Linked DNA regions of Mus musculus: region 2 is linked to region 1. The links are chromatin contacts, called in public Hi-C maps. All regions are on one chromosome and are shown on one strand. Each heading gives the region's core, a stretch centred on a gene start, on an enhancer-like site or on the middle of the called end of the contact. The rest is flanking DNA. Distances are from core to core; before and after follow the strand shown.

What was found. A called contact is a pair of places that touch in the nucleus more often than the background predicts.
Region 2: a contact with region 1 is called in a Hi-C map of embryonic stem cells, with 4 times the contacts expected there. The contact joins two enhancer-like sites. A contact is called at or near these places in 3 of 39 promoter capture datasets (embryonic stem cells, pre-B cells and stem cell-derived epiblast-like cells), 2 of 15 datasets of contacts at CTCF or cohesin (large pre-B cells and pro-B cells), 57 of 484 Hi-C or Micro-C datasets (the 63-12 cell line, the AML12 cell line, B cells and 24 more), 3 of 115 datasets of contacts at active chromatin or transcription factors (all in embryonic stem cells) and 1 of 9 other capture datasets (embryonic stem cells).

Annotation. Positions count from the first base shown.
Region 1 is chr1:133,383,567-133,388,328 of GRCm38.p6, forward strand. It overlaps Sox13 (SRY (sex determining region Y)-box 13), which reads right to left. Exons shown (of 14, transcript NM_011439.2): 8 at 3,518-3,600; 9 at 3,200-3,362; 10 at 2,619-2,728; 11 at 2,428-2,524; 12 at 1,900-2,043; 13 at 891-1,107; 14 at 1-358. The coding sequence ends at 85. Among named protein-coding and RNA genes, the nearest start is that of Etnk2, 22 kb to the left of the region's middle. Within about 2 kb of position 2,140, at least 63 of the 459 cell types and tissues checked have an H3K27ac peak or open chromatin away from gene starts, as enhancers often do. A contact at or near this core is called in embryonic stem cells, where this site is marked.
Region 2 is chr1:133,707,237-133,712,392 of GRCm38.p6, forward strand. All of the region lies in intron 19 of Atp2b4 (ATPase, Ca++ transporting, plasma membrane 4), which reads right to left. Among named protein-coding and RNA genes, the nearest start is that of Mir6903, 17 kb to the right of the region's middle. Within about 2 kb of position 2,260, at least 12 of the 459 cell types and tissues checked have an H3K27ac peak or open chromatin away from gene starts, as enhancers often do. A contact at or near this core is called in embryonic stem cells, where this site is marked.

The sequences.
Region 1 (4,762 bases), core at 890-3,389:
GTTCAGGAAGGCTGGCTGTGCCTGTCCGGATGGGAACAAGGTCTTTCCCCCAGCGGTGACGGGCCGGGCCCAGCGAGCTGGGGATCAGTCTGTGAGTACCACCAGCTCCTCATCACTCTTCTCGTCACCCTCTGAGTCCTCGTCCTCGCTGTACCGGTACATCTCTCCATCGGCCACCGAGTGCCTGTCATCTGTGCCCTCCCCTTCCTCCCGGAGACTGCAGGTATTGATGATGACAGGCATGTTGGGGTCCAGGCCCTGGGGGTCATAGTGCTCCACCAGTGGACGTGCCAGGGGCAAGCCCGCTGCCCGAGGGAACAGGATATCTGAGCTCACCTGTGCCTGGCCAGCCTGCGGGCTGAGAGGCAGAGAAAATTCGCAATTACAGATGTACCCATGTGCCCTCCCAGCCCTTCCAGCCCTCCCTGCAGGCTGGGTAACCGGCATACTCTGGCCCTTGCGTGTGCTTCCTGATGGCCAAATTCACTGCCAGCTATAGCTCGAAAGCTCAGAGTCGAGGGTATGTTGGACGGTGGCACGTGAATATTATTTTGTTTTAGTGTCATTGACCACAGAACTCTACCCTAGTGCCTGTCATGGTCAAATAAGGGGCCTTCCTACGGGATGAATACCTGTGGTGTTCTCAATTTGCCCTGCGTTTGTCAGGCTGCAGGTGCCCCAGTTTAGGTCTTATACCCAACTCCCAGTCACCAGTCTCGCACACAGTCATTATCCATCAGGGGTCACACACAGGCAGATGGCACACAACTCTGCTCCCAGATCCTTGCTGGCTGCTCTGCCTGCCTCACACAAAGACCAGACACACACACAACCCCAGTCTCTCACAGCAGCCACAAGCCGCCTCTGGCCACCAGGGAGGGCCTGCTCACGGGATGGTGTAGCTTTGGCGAGCACCCTGGCGCCGTGTCCTCATCAAGGCCTTGTACTCGCCCACTCGCAGCCGCCGGCCCTCCACGACACAGGTACGCTTAGGCCTTGGCTTGTACTTATAGTCAGGGTATTTCTCCAGGTGCTGCCGGCTCAGACGGGCCTGCTCCTCGTAGTACGGCTGTTTCTCCTGGTTGGTCATGGACTTCCAGCGAGAACCTGATCCAATACCAGGCAAAAACTAAGGGCCAGACTCTCGTGGTACCCCACCAGGTTCCAAGCCCTAGCTAGAAGTCCTGATTGGACCCTGGTCTTCAATTGGGATCAAAAATGATAAGGCATAAGCACTCATCAAGGGCCTGGCCAAGTGTGGATGCTCCCTGGATGCTGGGCCAGGAAGAGATGAGGCTGGCAATGACGGGGAGTCTGTACCATTCTCATGTCAAACAACTCGGCACCCCTGAGAGGTCTCCGCCCCAAAGGCATTCACGAAAGAGCAGCCACTCCAAGCCATCAAGTATCCGATGTGAATCTGGGGTGTAGCTCAGTGGTAGAGCATGGGCCAGGGTAGACATGGGAAAGCCGAAAACAACCCTGGTGTTCCAGACAAGAAACCCGCGCAGTTACTGGAGGGGACTCAGCCATGAAAACACCACCCTTATTCAGACTTGTCGGCCCTGCCCGCTCCTCAGCCTCTGACACAAAGTCTCTATACCAATGGTCCACAATGCTAGTCTCTATTTTCTGCCAAAGCACAGGCCATAAGAGGCACCGGGTGTTTGGAGGTGGTAAAGAATACACAAAATCCCAAGGGGAGGGACAACCAAAAGAGCCCTGCGCTGGTACAAGGTCCTAGGATCCAGCTGCCAAGAACATCTCAACTGCTACACCTGGTAAGATTCTACCAGGATTCAATAAGGCATGAAAACTCCAAACAGACCCAGTCCTACTGAGCTATGTCCCCTGGGCTCAACACCCTGAGCTGCAGAGGACCCACGCCCTGGCCCTTACCAAGGATCTTGCTGATGCTGGAGTTATGCATGTCTGGGAAGGCCTGGAGAATTTTCCTCCGTTCATCCTTGGCCCACACCATGAAGGCATTCATGGGTCTCTTGATGTGGCTGCTGTTCCGAGACTCGGAAAAATGACGGGAGCCTGGAGGATGGGTAGGTAAGAGTCAGGCAGGCAACAGCTTTGGGGCTGGCAGAGATATCCCTTGCATGGCCACCAGGAGGCACTGATGAGGCTCATAGAGAAGTCAGCTCAGGCCTAGCAAGGCAGGAAGTAGAGGATGAGGAGGGAAGCGAAGGCCAGCGGTAAGCAGAGGCCCACCACGGCCAGAGAACAGGCACAGCAAAGATCCAGAGAAGCAGGGCTCCACAGAGTTGTTACAAGATACCAGAAGACGACCCACGGATAGAGACACCAGGGAACAATGGAGACACATGCCAGGAAGGACCCAAGAAAGGAGGGAGGAAGGAATCAGGGACGGACACAGCCCTAGTGGAGTTAAGTGGCGCCCAGCGCCAGAGCTCTCACCATCCATGTCACAGCTCAGCATGGCTTCCTCCAGGGGATGCACACAGCTCTCCTCCAGCCGCTCCTTGGCCGGGGAGGAGTCCAGGCTGATGAGGTCCTGCAGGTGACAGAGACAATGTGGGCATGAGTACTTCCTCTGTCATCCTGTCTTCATCTTCCTGTCCTCTGGGCAGAGGAAGATTGGCCCATACCTTCCGGAATGGGGTATTGGGGGAGTTTTCCAAAGCCCCACTGTGGCTGTGCAGCAGCTGCCGGGCATCCTGGATGGCTTTGGTGACGGCGTCCCCTTCACCGAGGAAGCCTGTTTGGAGAGGGAACAAAGTGAAGGGCAGGGACCCGAGGGCTTTGTCCCAGGAGCAGCCCACATATTTATGCTTCCTGCCACGTCACACCTAAGGGTCTCCTTGTGGCAGTACACTCCCTGCCCATCCCCACACCTCCCTGAGGACTGCCTGCTGCAGGGTGCCAAGGGTCGGGAATGAGGCAACTCTCTCAGATGCGCAGCTCAGTGGCCTGACCCCATGCTGTCTAATCTGATCCTGGAGAACAAAGGCGCCATGGAAGGAGGCGTCCTCAGAGCAAGCCTCATCCCCGGCTTTAAGAAAGCAGAGGCTGGGGTGGAGCTCGGTGATGGGAGTACCTTAGAACTGTTTAAAAACCCCAAACTAGAACGGAGAAAGGGAAGGACCGTGCCCAAGGTGGCGTCTGGCTCAACTGTCTAAGGTGAGACGACTCACTGTCGTCTAAGGTGAGAGCAGATGAAAAGGCTTACCCAGAGGCAGGCTGGGGGGGCTGGATTGCAGGTCCCTTGTGGGAGCCCCATGGCTGGCGGGGCGAGGCCCACAACTGTTCATCTTCAGGCTGGGAGAGCTGGAGGTGTTGGGCAGCTCAGGTACCTTGGGCTTGGCTGTGAGGTTCAGTGGTTGTGGGGGCTCCTGCCGACCCAAAAAGACAGAGAATGAGAAACACCCAAGGAGGACCACCCCATCACAGGACAGACAGGACTCAAGGCGAGTGAGCCAAGAGCAAAGAGGGACATTGGCTCCGCAAGGGAGGGGCTCCCAGGCAGCAAAGGTAGGCAAAGGAGTACCTGCAGGGGGTGGTGGGCGGCCACCCCCGACCTCTTCACCACAGGGGCAGGCGGGCTGTGCAGCAGCTGCAGTGGGTATTCCACTGGGGAAAGAAAAGCGGCAAGGGACAAAGTCCCAGGTGAGCCCAGAATAGCAGGCACCAAGTGACAGGCCCCAGGACCACAGGGCAGAGTGTAGAGCTGGTCCAACCTTTCCTGTTGTTGTCAGGCTAAGGTAGTGCAGGGAACCATCTATCCCTCTTCCCATATGGCCCCTGCAGGCTGATGGCCTTGCCTGCCCTTTCCAACCCACTCTAAAGAGCTCCCCATGCACACACAAGGGACGGCACCCTCGGGTCTTGTCCCTGCTGTGTGTAGGGGGCAAAGCTACTGCGTGTGCTTCCCCTCTAAGATAAAATGTATGGTACGTAAGGGTTACTCAAAGCAACAGCCTCATCTTACAGGTGTATTAGTCAGGGCTCTCTATACAACCTAACAGGTAAGGAAACAGACCTTGTAAATTCAGCGGGCTGTCCACAAACAAATTAAATGGCGGCGGCGGCAGGATTTGAACCCAGGTCTAGACTCCATAACCCATCCCTTGGCCTAGACAGTTCTCTCCCTCCTATCTACTTTACCTCACTGGGCTTAGAATCAAGAAGGAAAGCAGCAGAGATAAGACTGTGTATCAATCACTAGCAGCACAGCAGGTAGTGATAAGGGCTCAGAGGAGGACACTCAGTTTCAGCCAGGGTGGAGTTGGGGTAGTAAGATGGAGGATATTTGAGGATGATGAACTCAGGCTAGCAAGCCTGGTTGGCTCTGTGGCTGGGAGCCTGTACTGTCTCGGTCACGTGGAACAGGGAGGGTAGATTACGAGTTGTTTTCACTGCTACTTATCCTGTGTGGCATTTACAGGCAGCATGTCCGCCCTGTCCCAACTCTGTCTGTGGGCACTGTCACCAGAACTCACTGCGATCCTTCCATCTGTCACCTTCATTCCCATCCCCCGCCGCCAGAGAGAACACACTCCCTGCTCAAGTGTTCCAAGGCACTCCCTTCCAATCCTCCACAGCCTCCTCCCGGATCCCTGTCGCTCTCACACCGCTCACACGCAAGCCCTTCCCGCTGAGCCTCGCACCTCAGTTCCAGTTTCTCCCTCACGGATCCTATCACCCTTCTCCAGGACCCAACCATCAAGCGCCACCTCCTCAGAGAGCCTTCTGAGTCTCCTGAGAGCTTGGCGGCACACTCTTCCTTTTCATT
Region 2 (5,156 bases), core at 1,010-3,509, 320 kb after region 1:
AGCAAACAGCATTCCAAAAGAATCCACTCTTAAAATGAAACAAACCAAGGGACTGATTGGTTAGTTCTTCTGGATAGAGGACAGCATGTTGGAACAAGGTGACATTAATGGAAGAACTTAAAAGGCAATTCACACAGGTGACTTTCTGTATTGAGGCTGGCCTCTTCTTGTGCATGTGGGATGAGAAAATTACACACAGCAGCTCTGTTATCTGTTTCAACCCCTCAACAGCCAAAGTTCATGAAAACTGCACATGATAAACACTGAGTGACAAGTGACCATGGATACTGTGCACAGGCAGACAAGCCAATCTTCATTCCACAGCATGCAGGGAAATTAAAAGTCCCTAACTGTAATTCAGAAGCCATGCATATCCCTTTCCATCCCACCGCCTCTGCTGTGTCCCCTCCCCCACAGAAGGGAGGGCTGCCTCTCCTTTCCCTAGAAGATGCAGATAAAACCCAGGTATGAAAAGAAGCCTTTCCCTGTCTACTGAGGAAGGCCTGGTGTTCATCCTTCAACTGCACACCCACGCCCAATCCACAGCAACGTTGCTCAGACCCAAAGTGTACCTTCATGCTGCTTTGCCCAGCCACCTGCATATTGTGAAGAGGAACATGACCTAGTGTGAAGATACAGAGTTACCAGGAGAGGAACCTGATCCAGGAGGCTGGCTTCAAATGAGTGGCTTTTCTGCTGGGACAGTTGAAAAGAATGACGGAGACACTTTGCAGTGTTCCTGAGTAAATGGGCAAATATGTTGCCTGGTCAGCCTCCTTTCTACTGCATAGAAGAAGGGACTTGGTGGCTCAGGGGTCTAGGGAAGACTGACTGCGATGAATCCTGGGGGCAGCTTTTGCTTAATCCTAAGCATAAGCTCCTTGGGTGTTTTCGTTGTTTGCTGCTTTGCTTTGCTAATTCTACATGTCCGAACTGTGTCACTCAAGTGTGGCTTTGAATCTGGGTTGGTAGACTGGGATGCAGTGTTGGGGAGGGGTGGAGGCCAGGGAAAGCTGGTGGCTCTAGGATGTCTTCTATTGAGGGAAGTGGTCAATCCTAGTCTGGTTCAGACCCATTCTTCCTTGGAAAAGAAACAAGATTGATGCGAAAGAAATTGTTAGGGAGGAGGAGTGGATGCCGGGTGGTAAGAGTGTCTCTTTAATTCCTCTGCTGTTTAAACAAAAAATACATCCCTAGGGAAGAAGCGAGAACGTGGAGGTAGCAGCGCACACAAACAGCCAAATAAACCAGCTGGGTTTCCTGTCCTGGGTCCTCTCATAATTTTACAGATCCCTCAAAGATACTGCCTACAGAAGCCTCACCATCAGAGCTGTAGCTCTCTCTTCTCTGGCTAAGCCTTTCCCTCCCTGGCCTCTCTCCTCTATAGCTACAGACCCACCCAATGACTGGAGTGTTCAGGGCTTGGAAGGCAAGAGACTCTGCCACTCAACTGTAAGCTCAACCCTGCAGCATACATAAGAAATGTAACCTCAGGAACAGCAGCGAGGGCCTGCTTTCCATCCTTCCGTGGTTCTACTGGCCGTCTGATGGTGAATTTCACCAGTCAGGTTGCCTCTGTTCGGATCTGGGTAAGAAGATCAGGCAGAATGGAAGCTCCCTCAAATCTTTGGGTGGTCCCAAGTTTTCTGTAACCTATACTTGATATATTTGAGCAAGACAAGATAGACTAAGTGAGCTGAAACTCAGTCTTCTCCCTTAACCCTGGTAGAGATGCCCCGGCCAAGGGACAGGATTAAAGTCTGTAGGTTAGTACATAGGAATACCGCCACCTGATGTTGCCATTTCTACATTCTTCGGAGTTCTACAGGATGGCAGGGACCTTTATAGCTTTAAACCTTCTTGCTTCTAGTTTTTTGTTTGTTTGTTTATTTGTTTGTTTTTAACTGGATATTTTATTGCAACAATTATATGTGCATTATGAAAAGAGTTGATTTTTGAAAATTAGGATTGAAGGGTCTGGAGTATGTTTGCGGGCTTGTCCTCTCTCTTGTTGGGGTGATTAACAACCCTCTTATAGGCAAACAAATACAGGAGATAAAGTAGAAAGGGGGGGTCCGGTGGGAAAATAGGGCCACCTTTGGGGGAGGCAAGAACAGTTGTCCACATAGATTCAGGACTTCTAGACACTAAGGGGAACCAGCCACCTGGAAGGAGGCCCAAGCAAGGAGTCAGGGGACTGGGGAGGACCACCTGGCCTAGGGGTGGGGGAAGGGTGAGGCACAGAGTGGTGGGGGTTGTGCCAGATGCTCAACTCCAACACTGGCTCAGAGATCATGTGCTGCCGGACAGCCAGTCACACAGTGACTATATTACTTACTGTGATCTGGGCCTGGAGCACAGAATCCGGTGTGTAAGCAGTATGTGGGGATGAGGAGGGCTGCTGGAGCAGACATGGGAAAAGCATCACCTGCTTCCTGCTTAGCCAGGAAATGTTTCCTGAGGGGCTGATTAAAGGGGTTCACCGGGAGGGAACCCAAAGCAGGTGAGTGTGGAGCACACTTGGAAGCTTAGCTGGTCTGATGAAGGTGCCATTTCCCCATGGGAATACTGTACTTTTCCACTCCCCTTTCATAGGCTAGGGGTAGAGAGCTATGGGACTTCCTTCCAGAGGGAAGCCTCAGGGAACTTGGGGAGATCCGGATGCACAGTCGGAGTCATTTAAAACTGGGATGGCAAAGCAGGTGAGAGGGTTAAACACACAACCGCAACTCCTGGGGTCTCCAGGGAAGGGGCGTGCCGGAGAAAGTAGGTGTGGTCTATTTCTTCTTTGATCTAAACTTTTAGGGGCACAGGGTATGTGGTTTACCAGTTCCTCTGAGCCCACTGGTCTCTGTCCTCTGCCATTAAGTCCCCAGGACAGCCAGCTCTTTCTACCAGAGACATGTGAATGAACAATTCAGCAAGACTCTTAGAAAGGGAGGGCAAGAGCTGGGCGTGGTGGCGCACGCCTTTAATCCCAGCACTCGGGAGGCAGGGGCAGGCGGATTTATGAGTTCTAGGCCAGCCTGGTCTACAAAGTGAGTTCCAGGACAGCTAGGGCTACACAGAGAAACCCTGTCTCGAAAAAAAAAAAAGAAAGGGAGGGCAGAACTAAGAGAGAGAAGAGATTAGTAGAGGAATGTGGCAGGACTAGAAGGAGAGGTTTTTGCAGGGTAAGACTTTTTAGTGTCTTCAGGCCTGCCTTTGGGCCTCAAGAAACAGCAGGTATCACTTTGACCCCACCCTCAACTCAAAACTCTTACCAGAACTTTTATGGGTGGCTAAAAGGCAAAAACAAATTGAAGCCTGGGCAGTCATGTGATCACAGGCCACTGGCAACTCAGGGCTGGTTGTGGGAAGGGATGGATGGGACACTCAAGTATGTAACATGTGTGATGACAGAGGACATTCCCTCACTGGAAACCGTGCTGACTGTCTCCCCTCTGCCTCCCGTTCTGGGAAGGTAAATAGACCAGAAACAGGAAGGCAGTAGCAAGTGTCTAATAATCTACCAGAGGGAGCAGCAAGTCCTACGTTAAAACCGGACAGGTGCCAATTAAGCCTGGACAGACAGGGTTTCCTAAAACGGAATATGCAAAGTATGATACAAAGGCTAGCTGGACAATCAAACTAGACGAAACAATGAGAAGTGGGGAGGGGAGGGCGTAAACTCACAATCCTCCTGCCTTAGCCTCCGACAGCTGGGTTGTATGTGCGCTAATTGGTTCTGGAACTAGAGTTTGATTTAAGGTCATTTCTGAGAGGTAAGACACCACTCGTTGAGCTGACTTCCTCTTTCCAATCTAAGTTACAACTTTTGTTGCCAGCTAACAGTACACTGGTAGCCAAAAAGACTGTTATCAGTGAACAGTTCAGTACTGGCTCCATCAGGACAGACCCTGGCTAAGCATCCCCTGGGCAGAGGCTCCCTCACCCCTAAGTACACAGAGTTCCTAGTCCTGTGGGGTGCGGGGGGGGGGTGGTGGGGGGGGGTGGTGGGGGTGGAATTAATGTCACATCTGAAGAGGCGGAGTTAGAAGAGGAGGGGAGGAACAAAGCAGGACGGGGTGAAACAAAGAAAAACAAAACAAAGCAACTCAAGGAAAGAAGCAGCGAGCAATGCAGAGGAACAATCAGAAAACAGGGTTATCGTCTTTAAAATAGTTAAGGTTAATAACTTTCCAACATTAAAAAAAAAAACAATAAAATGAAACCAGGGTATCCAGCCTGGTTTTAGCTGGGGTAGGGTAGAATTTTTTTTTCTTTTCTTCCCTTAAGTCAAAAGATCAAAGGGGTGGGTGGGGGACCCGAAAAGCACTAGTAACCATGGTTGGTTAAAGTGGATGCCACGTGCTCTCTTGTGGTCGCTTTAGTAAATCATGCATTGTAACATACTCTCACTCACTGCCCACAGGAGGAGATGTAACTGCAGAAGAGATGGCAGAAGAGATGGAGGGGCAAGTTCTGAGTGATGCAACTGCTGCGGAATAGGAGCTAGGAACCAGTTTTACATCAAGGTGTTGAGTCATGTTCTCTCGGACTCTCTTTAAGGGGGCTTCCGTCTGGAATTTGTTAATTACGTCAATCTGCAAAGAATCAGAGAGTGAGACAGCTTTGCTCCACAGTCAGAGAGAAGGAAGAGGAAGGCAGGGTCAGGAGGGCTGGGGAGAGGGGTAGGAGATCAAGAGAGCTATTCCCTTAAACCCAGAGCAACAGGTGAGGGTGGGGCGGGGGAGGGCAGTAATTGCAAACCACACTGTCATTGTCATTTAAGGAACAATTTGCTATGGATTTTCAAACACCCAGCTAGGATTGGGTTTCCTTTTCCCCTGTAGCCTAGGATGGACAGGCACAAAAGAACTTCTCCCCAATGGTAACAGGTAGCTTTTTCATTATGTTGACCTGTACTATTAAAAATAAGGCATGCAATTTGACATACCAGAAACTAAGTACATATTAGTGAAATGTAAGACCCAAGAGCCTCTACACCAACTAAGTCAACTAATTGTTTGTTTGTTTGTTTGTTTTTGCAAATTTCCCAGGAAGTTAACACGTGTGTAAAGAAGATGGGCAGTATAGCAGTCCACACAAGTGGCCTTGGTGAAAAGACTGCCAGGTTGAGTGGCTTGGTTTGGAGGAGGTGTCTTTTTTGACGC